Regions from separate parts of the Mus musculus genome. Here region 2 is linked to region 1. Evidence: chromatin contacts called from public Hi-C data. All regions are on one chromosome and are shown on one strand. The core of a region is the stretch at or near the end of the contact, and the rest is flanking DNA. Distances in the headings are between cores, read along the strand shown. Region 1 overlaps Robo1 (roundabout guidance receptor 1). Region 2 overlaps Robo2 (roundabout guidance receptor 2).

Region 1 (4,974 bases), core at 1,693-4,192:
TGGTCTACTCTCTCTGCTGTAGAGGCAGTTATTATACTTGAAGTAACAGATAAAAGAAATACAGTGCCAAGTATTTGAGTTTTCAGACACACAGGAGATATGAAAGGCACAAGGAAAACACTATTGGATAGGGCTTTTCCTTTGTTCCATTATAATCTTATAGAATTCACATCACATAATATAATACTGACATTAGTGGATCTATGAATATATTTAAAATATCATGAAATCATGTATACACGATTCTGTGCTTGAATTTACATGTATATAACACTTTTGTTTTTTGTTAATCCCAAGTGCTGGGATTAAAGACATGCACCACCACCACCCAGCTATTATACACACTATTTTTAATATGTGTATACATGTGTACACATACTTGAATAATTAGGTACATCCGTGCACATGTGCATGTATAATGTGTGCATGAAAGAGGATTTCTAAGACATAATTCATATCTGAGACAGCCCTAGGGAGAGCTTGCATGAAAATGTGTGCATATATACTCTGTGTACCTAATTTTCAGGTTATAAGGAAGTGTCCTTAACCTTAATTCATATTTCATATTTCCCTGAGGAGGTCTGCTAAGACCTGCTGTTTGATTTAGAGACTGGTGTTTGTGAACCCAAGAAATCAGTCTTCTTTGGGCAATTTGGGCGAACCCTGACTTGTCTGCCCTCTTACTGTGGCAATGCCCTTACCTTTCATCTACGGACATGTTGTATTCTTCACTGTTGCTATGTGGGGGAGGATGCGCCGGAGGAGGGGGCAGCAAGTCTGCCCAGTTCATGCCACCCTGCTTGGGTGCCTTTGGTGTCCGTGCCCCTTTCTTGTGGCCTTGACTCCCTAGAAAAGAAATAAAATACAATGTCTTTTGTTTCTGACGTTTACCTTTTATTTTCCATTATTAAAGAGTTTAATATATTCTGCTACTATCCTATAATTCATATGCACATGTGTGTGTGTGTGTGTGTGTGTGTGTGCATACTTTTTTTCATTAGACAGGAGTTGATACAAGAGAAAAGGCCAAATACTACCAAGTTCAATGCCAAGTGCATAGCCCAGGATGAAACATAAGCTTCAATGAATTTTACAAGTAGTATCATTAATAGTGATCTTCCTACAGCAATTAATTGCATTATGGATTATCATCTGAAACAAATGAGCTGTGGACATATTTTCTGGAGTGCCTTTCTAATATTTAATTGCTGAATCCTACAATACAATGCGATACAGATACGATCTATTAGTAGTCTACTGTTGCATTAAATCACTGAATATATATAATTTGTACTTGTCCATTGGAATGTTTCAGGCACAATGAAATTTCTCATTTTCTTGGGGAAGAGAGGTAGGGGTGAGGAAATTGCCAGAAGAACTAATATATTTAATGACAAAGGAAGGAGAAAGTGCATTAAAAATAATGGGAAGACATATTTTAACCCGTTTATATAAAATTATGGCGTATAATAATAAAAAAGATGACGTTCCTGAACATTTTTTAGTGCTATGGAGTAGCCCAATTATTCAATTACTATGGTGTTTTTGATTTTAGAACTGACTCATCCTTTACACATTGGTAGCTGGTATGTATACTAACTTCTAGAGAGTTTTAAGTCAAAAGATATTGTGTAATTAAACACTCCTACCTAACATATTTCAGGTCCATATGTACATTATGAACACAGAGTCTGTAATTGTTTTTTTTTCTCATATGAGCCCCCAATATCCCAGAATTGCTTTAATGTTTCTTTATGACTCTGAAACAAGTCCCATGGGAGATGAAGCAGGCTTTAGCTTATTCAATGAGCCTTTAAAATGTTTTTAAGTCACTTGGGACTTCTCCGTCACAGGAACTGTTTGTCATACCAGTTGTTCTCGGGCTGGTCTGCTATTGCATCAAACTGGATGGAAGGGCAAGCTGACGGCTAACAATAAACGCTGACTGTCAGTCCCAGCATCTCCATGCTCTCTCACGTCCTCAGTCGCCTGTACTAGGAGGACTATGGGGCATGGGGCGTGAAGGGAAAATTGACCCTTGTCTTCCTCTGCCTCTCCTCATGTACATTTTCCCCAAGAACAGCATCTGCCCCGTGACGCTGGACACTGCAGCCCCCTCCTCAATTTCACTCCTGTGTTTTGCTTTTTGCCACCGGGCATCAGATGTCACGTGGTTTTAGCATCCTTTTACCATTCGTGGAATAACCAGTGACAACACAAGTATCAAGATCGGGCATCGCCAGTGAGGGATGTAGATGCCAACGGGGAATCAATCACCTACGCTTTTCTCTACAAGCAGCTAAGAGTTCAAAGACAAAAATGACATATCATAATCAAATACTTAAATACTGGTGATGATCCTCCCCCCCGCCAAAAAAAAAATACACACATAAAATTTTGTTCAAAACACGAAATTTCGTTACTTTGAAGAAGAAAAGGGAAAAATCATTTAGGATTTTGAAAAGAGAGTATTTAGTACAATCTGAAAAACTAAAATCTAAAATGGTAAAGAATCATCTCCTGTAATTCACATAAGAACCCTTGAAGTACAGGCTAGGGAATGCCACACCACCGTGCCTCTGTTAAGGGAAGAGAGGTAACTGCAGATGTGAGCATCATTAGAGAAGAGGACAGAGCTCACCGGCACAAAGACCCTAGCAACAACTCCTGCAGTTGCCAGGAGGCTCTGTTCTTCCCCGTTCTGGAGAAACATGCTCCACTTAAGATCAATGGCTCCGTTCTCATTGTGGTGTGACTTGCCACATGTTAGCTCTAATAATCAACCGCCTTTAATTACAAAAACAGGACTTAACTACCAGCAAACCCCCATCTGCAGCGCCTATCAGGAAAACAGCTGGCAGACAGCTGCAGCCGCACACCGAACCACAGGGAAGGGAGCCTCACTGTGGCTTCTGAGGCAGGACAGGATGATACTGGGAGGAAAGTTTATAAGTTTTCCAGCAAGAACTGGGAGACCTCGGAGAGAATGTGGACTAAGGTTTCTGCCATCCCTCACCCCCAGATCACCGATCCTCAGGCATTCTTCTCCTTGAGAGAACTAAGTGGTAACATAACAAATTTATCACATATGTACTCTTTGGGGCTGTGTTCTGAATAAGGGAAGGAAAAGAAGTTTAACTGCCTTGGAAAAGTATTTTGTCCTTTTGACGTTGCTAAATCTCAGTATCAAAGAAGGAAACAGAACGCTTGATATTTGATGCCAAGTAGGATAGGAAGTAGTTTATTGGGCGGGTGGTGCATCAGACTGCAGACCAGACCTGTGTCTGGGACTCCTATGATACAAGGTGATGATTTGTGGTACACAGCTGATTAGCACTCTGCTCATCACTGCCCCCCTCTCCCCCTTTAAATTGGATATTTTCTTTATTTAGATTTCAAGAATTATCCCCTTTACCAGCCCCCCCCACACACACACCCAATCCTGGAACCCCCCCTATCCCATCCTCCCTCCATCATCTCTTTTCAAGAGAAAAGGCCGACACTTTCCTGTGTGTGTTTTACTTACCGGATGTACTACTGCCCCGATCTGAGCTGTTATAAGACCCTCCTGTGTTCTGGTCATAGGACTGGTTGTATGGGATGGTTGGAGGGATCGTGTCATTTGCCCGATAATCTAGATATTCCAGATAGGAAAAAAAAAGTTAATTTCCTCATAGTTATTTCATGTGTGTTTGGTCTACATTTCTGAGTAACGGAAGAAAAGCAGATGGATTATCTACTCGCCTGGTTTCTTCTTGTTTTTTTTTTTTTTTTTTTTTTCTCTTCAGGTTAACATGACAGAGAAAAGCGTCTAGCTGAAGTACATAGACACATAGACACATGTATGTGTTTTTAAATATAGTAAAAGGGACTGTGGGCACAGCTTCATACTAGTGCTTGTTTGACATGCATTAGGATTTGATTCAGTTGAACGTCTAGGACAGTAGTATTCTAGTAAAATGTCTCTCTCTCTCTCCTTCTCTCTCTCTCCTTCTCTCTCTCTCTCTCTCTCTCTCTCTCTCTCTCTCTCTCTCTCTCTCTCCCTCCCCCGCCATTACCCCCGGCCCCTGTCCAGAGTAGAGATATGTTTATCCTCTCTTTGGCTGTCTCTTTGCTTAAACATTTGGGCTGTGCTTTACAGCCTAGATTCAAATGGTAACATACTTAGTCGATTAGCTACCATATAACTCCACCTATATCCTAAGAGAACTGAAACTTGTCAACAACGTTGTATCTATTAAAAATGCGTTCCCAGTAAGAACACACAGTATCTTGATCTGCCCCAGAGATGTTTCTACTAACTGGAGCAGAGGGGGAAATGCAAAAGGAAAGATGGCCAAGGGCACAGAGGCAGCACTAATCTGCCGGTCCATTTGCATTCCAGAGTCTTTGTTATTTCTATTTCCACATACTCAATGTGCTTCCACGCAGTAAAAATGAGCAGAGATTCTAAACTCTTTGTATATTGGACTTCCAGACCTTTCCACAGCTCAGAGTGAAAGCATGCTAAGTGGCCAAATAAGGTGACGGGAGTTTTGACCCATCACAGTGAAGCCATGATTATAGAAACCCCCTTATCCTTCTGTGTCAGTCTTTGTCATGAACTTATGCAGGAGTCTTAATGAATTTCATTAAATTGGGTTATTATATCAATCAACTGCTTCCTTAAACTTGGGAAAAGGTTAGATGACTTTATTATGAAATTAAAACATATAGCATAGATTTAATCAAAAGAAATGCTTAAATTACCATTTGGTAATCTGGCGTTGTATCATCTCAAGGAAACAAATCCTTGTCTCTAATTACTTACGGTAAAACGTGTCTTTTACCCCTGTACTCACACAACATTGTCCTATCTATTCAAATTAGAGCAATCTTGCTTTTCCTAGAGGTATAACTTTGCAAATCATGTTAGTGCGGCAGTAGCCTGGAGAACTGCAAAGCAATCAAATACCTATCTCTTTCAACCCACCC
Region 2 (4,974 bases), core at 874-3,373, 1.1 Mb before region 1:
TTGTTCATGGAACACCCAAGCCCTAGGCAATCTTTAAGAAGCCAAGCACAAGGTTCTCTGAGTTAAAGATCTGAAAGACTTTACTAAGTGCTGTAGAGTTCCATCCTGCCAGGACGGATCCCTAAAATGTTTTCCGAACATGTTTCCTGGGGCTCTACACTTACCCTGACTTCAGCCCACACATCTTGCTTTATAGTGACAGTGTGGGTCTGCCCTAGGGCATTGGGCTACTAACAGTGTCCCTGCCCCACCCTAATTAACGTCTTTTGGCATTTGGGGATGAGTCAGCCTAGTGAATTTGTTCAACTCTATCCACTTATTTTTTTGAAAGTAGCAATTGAACACAGACTTTGAGCCTGATACTTTTTGGACCCTTGAGACTCAGAAGAGAACAAAAGATTCTAAAATATCCCATGAAGCTTCCTTCCTGGAAATGGATTCAAACAACAAATGAGACAAATCTGATTAATCCAGTAATAAAGTATCTTGGCAAGAAAAAAAACATAAAGAACAGGGGTAAAAGTATATATGTGGCTATATGAATTTTAGAGATTCTAGGGAGCACGTGTGTGTGTGTGTGTGTGTGTGTATGTGTGTAGAAGAGAGACAGAGACAGAGATATAGACACAGAGAGAGATGGAGAGAGAGGGAGAGAGGGGGAAAAGAGAGAGAGAAACAGATAGAGATGGAGAAAGAGATGGAGAAAGAAATGGAGAGAGAGAGAGAGAGAGTTTACATATTGTCACCAAGGAAGACACTCTTAAAACGATGAAAATTTAGGGATGAGAATTAAAATTAAATTTAACTATTTGGTAATGAATGCGGGGGTGGGAAAAAGAGTGTTCTAGGACAATGGAAGAAGGAAGATAAATGGTTCCAAGCAGATGAGGACAGGGCTCAGGCATAGGATGAGTTGAGTGAGAGTAAGGAAATTGAGTGAAAGTCAGCCAATGTGTCTACACATGCACTTAGCAATGTGAATCCATTCGGAATTTGTGAAGAACATGTTCTACACTGAAGTGAGTGCTTCCAACATGGTGACAAGACATGGAGATGGTTTCACTTGATCCATGAGGCAGGAGATCTTGTAAGACCTGCCTAGACCTGATACATTTAAAAACTAGTATCATCTGCACTGGATCATTTTATGTGAAGTTATTGAGAAAGAAGGAGTAGAAAAACTCAAAAGTTCATGTCTAGCTGGAAAAAATATTCATGATCTTCTACATTTAAAGACTATGAAAGTTATCAGGTATTTTGACTAGGTCAAGTGTGGATCTTTTATTTAATATTTCACACTATTGACACCAGGTAGGTGGTAGAAGACATGAGCTTCCACAAAGTTAACTTGAAATCTTAGGAAATCTGTACTAAGCTTGTGATATTTGATAAGAGTACACAGGATGATACATACAGGAAGCAGACATCCTAAAGTTACATCATTGATATGATGAAAACCTAGCAAAGACTACATTTAAAACATTAATGGTAGGCAGCCAAATAGAAGGAAGGTATCATTTTTAGGGCATGAGCAGTGTATATTTCAAGTTCCAGTTCATCAGATGCTACCAATATGAAATGACCACTGGAAACAGTAATATGGAGACCTCTGGACTCTGTTATGAAGGCAATTTTGTTGGAGTAGAAAGGGGAAAGTCTTTATTACCCAAGGTTTAAGAGAAAATAGAAACGAAAAATTAGAGATAGCAAGCAATAATAGCATTTCTAGTTTCCTGTAGGCCAGGGAACAAAGAGAGATTATCTGGAAAGGGACAGGAGGACAATAACATGGATTTGGTTTCATCTTAAATGAGGCTCATAAAGCTTGCCAATATGCTTACGGGAGTCATCTAACACACAACAGAGAAGGGAAAAAATGTTGCAGGAAAATGCTTGAGTGGAGTTGAGGATTCCAGCTAGAAACAGGGGCGAAGGTGATTTAGGCACAGGGAGACTGTTGCAGGATGTAGACAGTGGCCCATGAGTAAGAAATATCTTTGGTCTTTGTCATCTGCACCTCACAATGTGTTTGTTTGGTTTTATTCTCACAGTCACATTTCTCCCCCCTCCCCACCCCTTTAAATAGGCACACTAGCTCACATTGTTTAGTAGAAGAACAGTGAAATGTGCTGAAAGGGAACAGATTTCCAGACAGGGTTGAGGTCTCAGCTAATCTTTTACATGTGGCTCCTTTTATAGCCAGTTTGTACAAATAAAGAGTCCCCTTTTCCAGTCTGATTTAATGGAACAATGAAGATGTGTTTGCTCATGGACATGAGGGCCCCACCCTTGGTTTCAGGGAGCTCCCTATCTAGTAGGACATGCTCAGAGGTACGTAGACTGTATTTTCTAGATAAAAATCAAGATCCGGTCATCCCATTTGCAATCTTCTAATGAGAGAGAATTGTTAGCGCCAAGGCCATCTAGGAATGCTCACAGCATGTGTTTTGCATTACAGTAATTAGTGTCAGATGTTTAAAAGTGCTGATTTAGAGAAACAAACAGTGGTGGAGTGGAGGGAAGACGGAATGTTCAGCTCTGCCTTAGACAACTTTGCCTTAGATGTACGGGATACAAAACTAAAGCTTCAAAACTGCTGACAGCTCCCGAGAGGAGGGAGTTCAGTCTGAGCAGGTAGATGAGGGGCCACTTTTGAGTGAAAATTATCACAAGCAACATGGAGCACTGTCCTGGCAGTGTTAAGGGTGGCATAAGTATGTATGTGTTTTAAAACGATTAATTTGCTGGTGTGTGTGTAAGAGAAGAACCATGGTAAAGAATAAGAATTATTAGTTGCCCTGTGCCCTGGCCTGAGAAGTCTAATCAGGATGTGTCAAGAGCTCCGGCTATTGAGAGTAGAGGTAGAGGTAGATACTGTTTGGTTTGGGAAAGAGCAAAAGGGATTTGATAGTCCCTCTCAATAACAGAAAAAAATGTAAACTTGAATATCACTTGCTGGTGCTTAGCTCCATGCATAGCCCACTGCTGTTCACCAGGAGGGAAGCAAGTGTAATGAGCTTGCGAGGTACATATTCAGGCTGAGGTCAGTTGAGGCAGTTGGAAGAACGAATTCATTTCTTTGGCATCTTCACTTTGTTTAAGGGACACTGAATTTATGACTTAAACCTAAAATAAAAAGAATGTAATGAATAGGGAGGATTAAGGGCAATGAAAACAACATAACTAAAATAAAATGATAATAAATGCTGACAACATTAATGCATAGTTAGGAAAATTATTCTTCTCAATCCTCGAAATGATGAGTTACATTGGTTTTTGTACTAAGTAATTTCTGGGGTGGAGGGAATGTGCATAATGAAGAATATTTGTTTTGTTGCTGTTGTTTTCTTTCTTGTATCCATGGTAACATTAGATTAATTCCTTAACAAAGAAAATATCCTAATCAAAATTCAGAAACTTCTTTTGAGGGGGACCCACATGGCAGTGTGATGTTGAAAGATGGGTTGACAGTATTGAAGAGACTCCTTCCATAGGCATGTCAAGCATAAATGTCCATTTGAAGATACTTCAGGTCATAATTTTATGATCTTTCAAAACCTCAGTAACCTATACAGAGTAAGTGTATCAAGATCCTTCCTGTACTAAGTTATTAATTAAACACCAATGTCACCAACGTGTGTTTGACCAATGGACAAGAGACCTATTTATTTGTTCCCCTCTGGAGGATCAAGACATTATAAAACCTTAAAAGTTAGTAAATAAATTCTTTCCTGGCCTAACAGGAAATCCAGAAGGAATCAGTGGAGTCTGGCTGAGGTTGGCCCTAACACTTAAACAGGAATGAGAAGGAGAACTTCTTATAGAGAAAGAATACAGGAGGAAGAAAGAACCAGTACTTTGTTTGATGGGGCTGTCATTAAAGAAACAAGTTAGGCTGTGTGGCTTTAAATAGAAGTGGACCCACTCTCCAAATTCTGTACATCCTCATGGAAGGATTGTGGAAGCAGTCCCATGCCTACTCACAAAATCTTACCCTGGTGTTTTCTCTGTGATAGGGAAATACATTTGTCCCAAATCATAAACTTCTATTTATGCTTTCTGGAAAATTCTACTATAAAAATCTTCTATCATGTCAGTTTACAGAAATAAAGTGGCAAGTCTTATAGAATAATAATAAATACTGTAACTAATGACTATTACACGTAGAACACAGAAAAATATTTCACCCGCATATCTCATTTATTTATTTACCTTAATAGAGATACATGCATGAATTGGTAGAAATGAGAAAATCAAGGCTTAAAACCCTCAGTGAACACTGGTGTCTGTGCATATTCCCATGTGATAAACAGGGTAATTTCTGGAAAAAAAATGAACATGGGAGCATGCTTTCTATGAAGATTTAAAATTACAAAGGCATAAATAGTAAAATTACGGTATGATAAGATTCATGGGAAATTGAGCTCCAGTTTACAAGCACTTTAATTTCCAGTATATTGTTCCTGCCTCCTTCAGCAGAATTCTTTATGCAGCACAGAAAGTGTTATGTGTCTGTTGAATGTGACACTAAAAATAAAAGGTAAATTCATATGGCTTTGAACATTGGAGACTTAAACTTTGAGATACAGTAGAATGTACTACAAAGTATTATGACCCATAAATGGATATTTGATTAAAATGAAATAAAAACAAATAAGTCTATAACAGAAATCTTCAGGTAGTGAGTTGTGACCACTCCCACAATGGTAGCATATTACATATCCGGCATACTGGACATTTCCAGTAGGATTCATAACAATAGAAATTAGATATTTATCTTAGGATCCATAAGAGTATGGAAACTACAGTTACGAAGTAGCAACAAAAAAATTTTGGTTTTGGTCGTCACCACCAAATGAGGAACTGTATTCAAGACTTGCAGCATTAAAAGAGCTGAGAACCAGGGCTCTATAAAGTGATTTTATTATTATACTGGAGAAGCATGAAGGCTTTGATTCAACTTGTCTAGGAAGT

Evidence for each region. Hi-C and Micro-C count contacts between places; a contact is called where the count stands out from the background.
Region 2: a Hi-C map of uterus shows a contact between it and region 1, with 3 times the contacts expected there. The contact joins two enhancer-like sites. A contact is called at or near these places in 4 of 484 Hi-C or Micro-C datasets (cerebellar granule neurons, cranial neural crest and uterus) and 1 of 9 other capture datasets (embryonic stem cells).

What each region holds. Positions count from the first base shown.
Region 1 is chr16:73,005,484-73,010,457 of GRCm38.p6, reverse strand. It overlaps Robo1 (roundabout guidance receptor 1), which reads right to left. Exons shown (of 29, transcript NM_019413.2): 22 at 3,527-3,634; 23 at 702-846. Among named protein-coding and RNA genes, the nearest start is that of Gm52247, 48 kb to the right of the region's middle. Within about 2 kb of position 2,942, at least 20 of the 459 cell types and tissues checked have an H3K27ac peak or open chromatin away from gene starts, as enhancers often do. A contact at or near this core is called in uterus, where this site is marked.
Region 2 is chr16:74,090,845-74,095,818 of GRCm38.p6, reverse strand. All of the region lies in intron 2 of Robo2 (roundabout guidance receptor 2), which reads left to right. Among named protein-coding and RNA genes, the nearest start is that of Gm22163, 34 kb to the right of the region's middle. Within about 2 kb of position 2,123, at least 37 of the 459 cell types and tissues checked have an H3K27ac peak or open chromatin away from gene starts, as enhancers often do. A contact at or near this core is called in uterus, where this site is marked.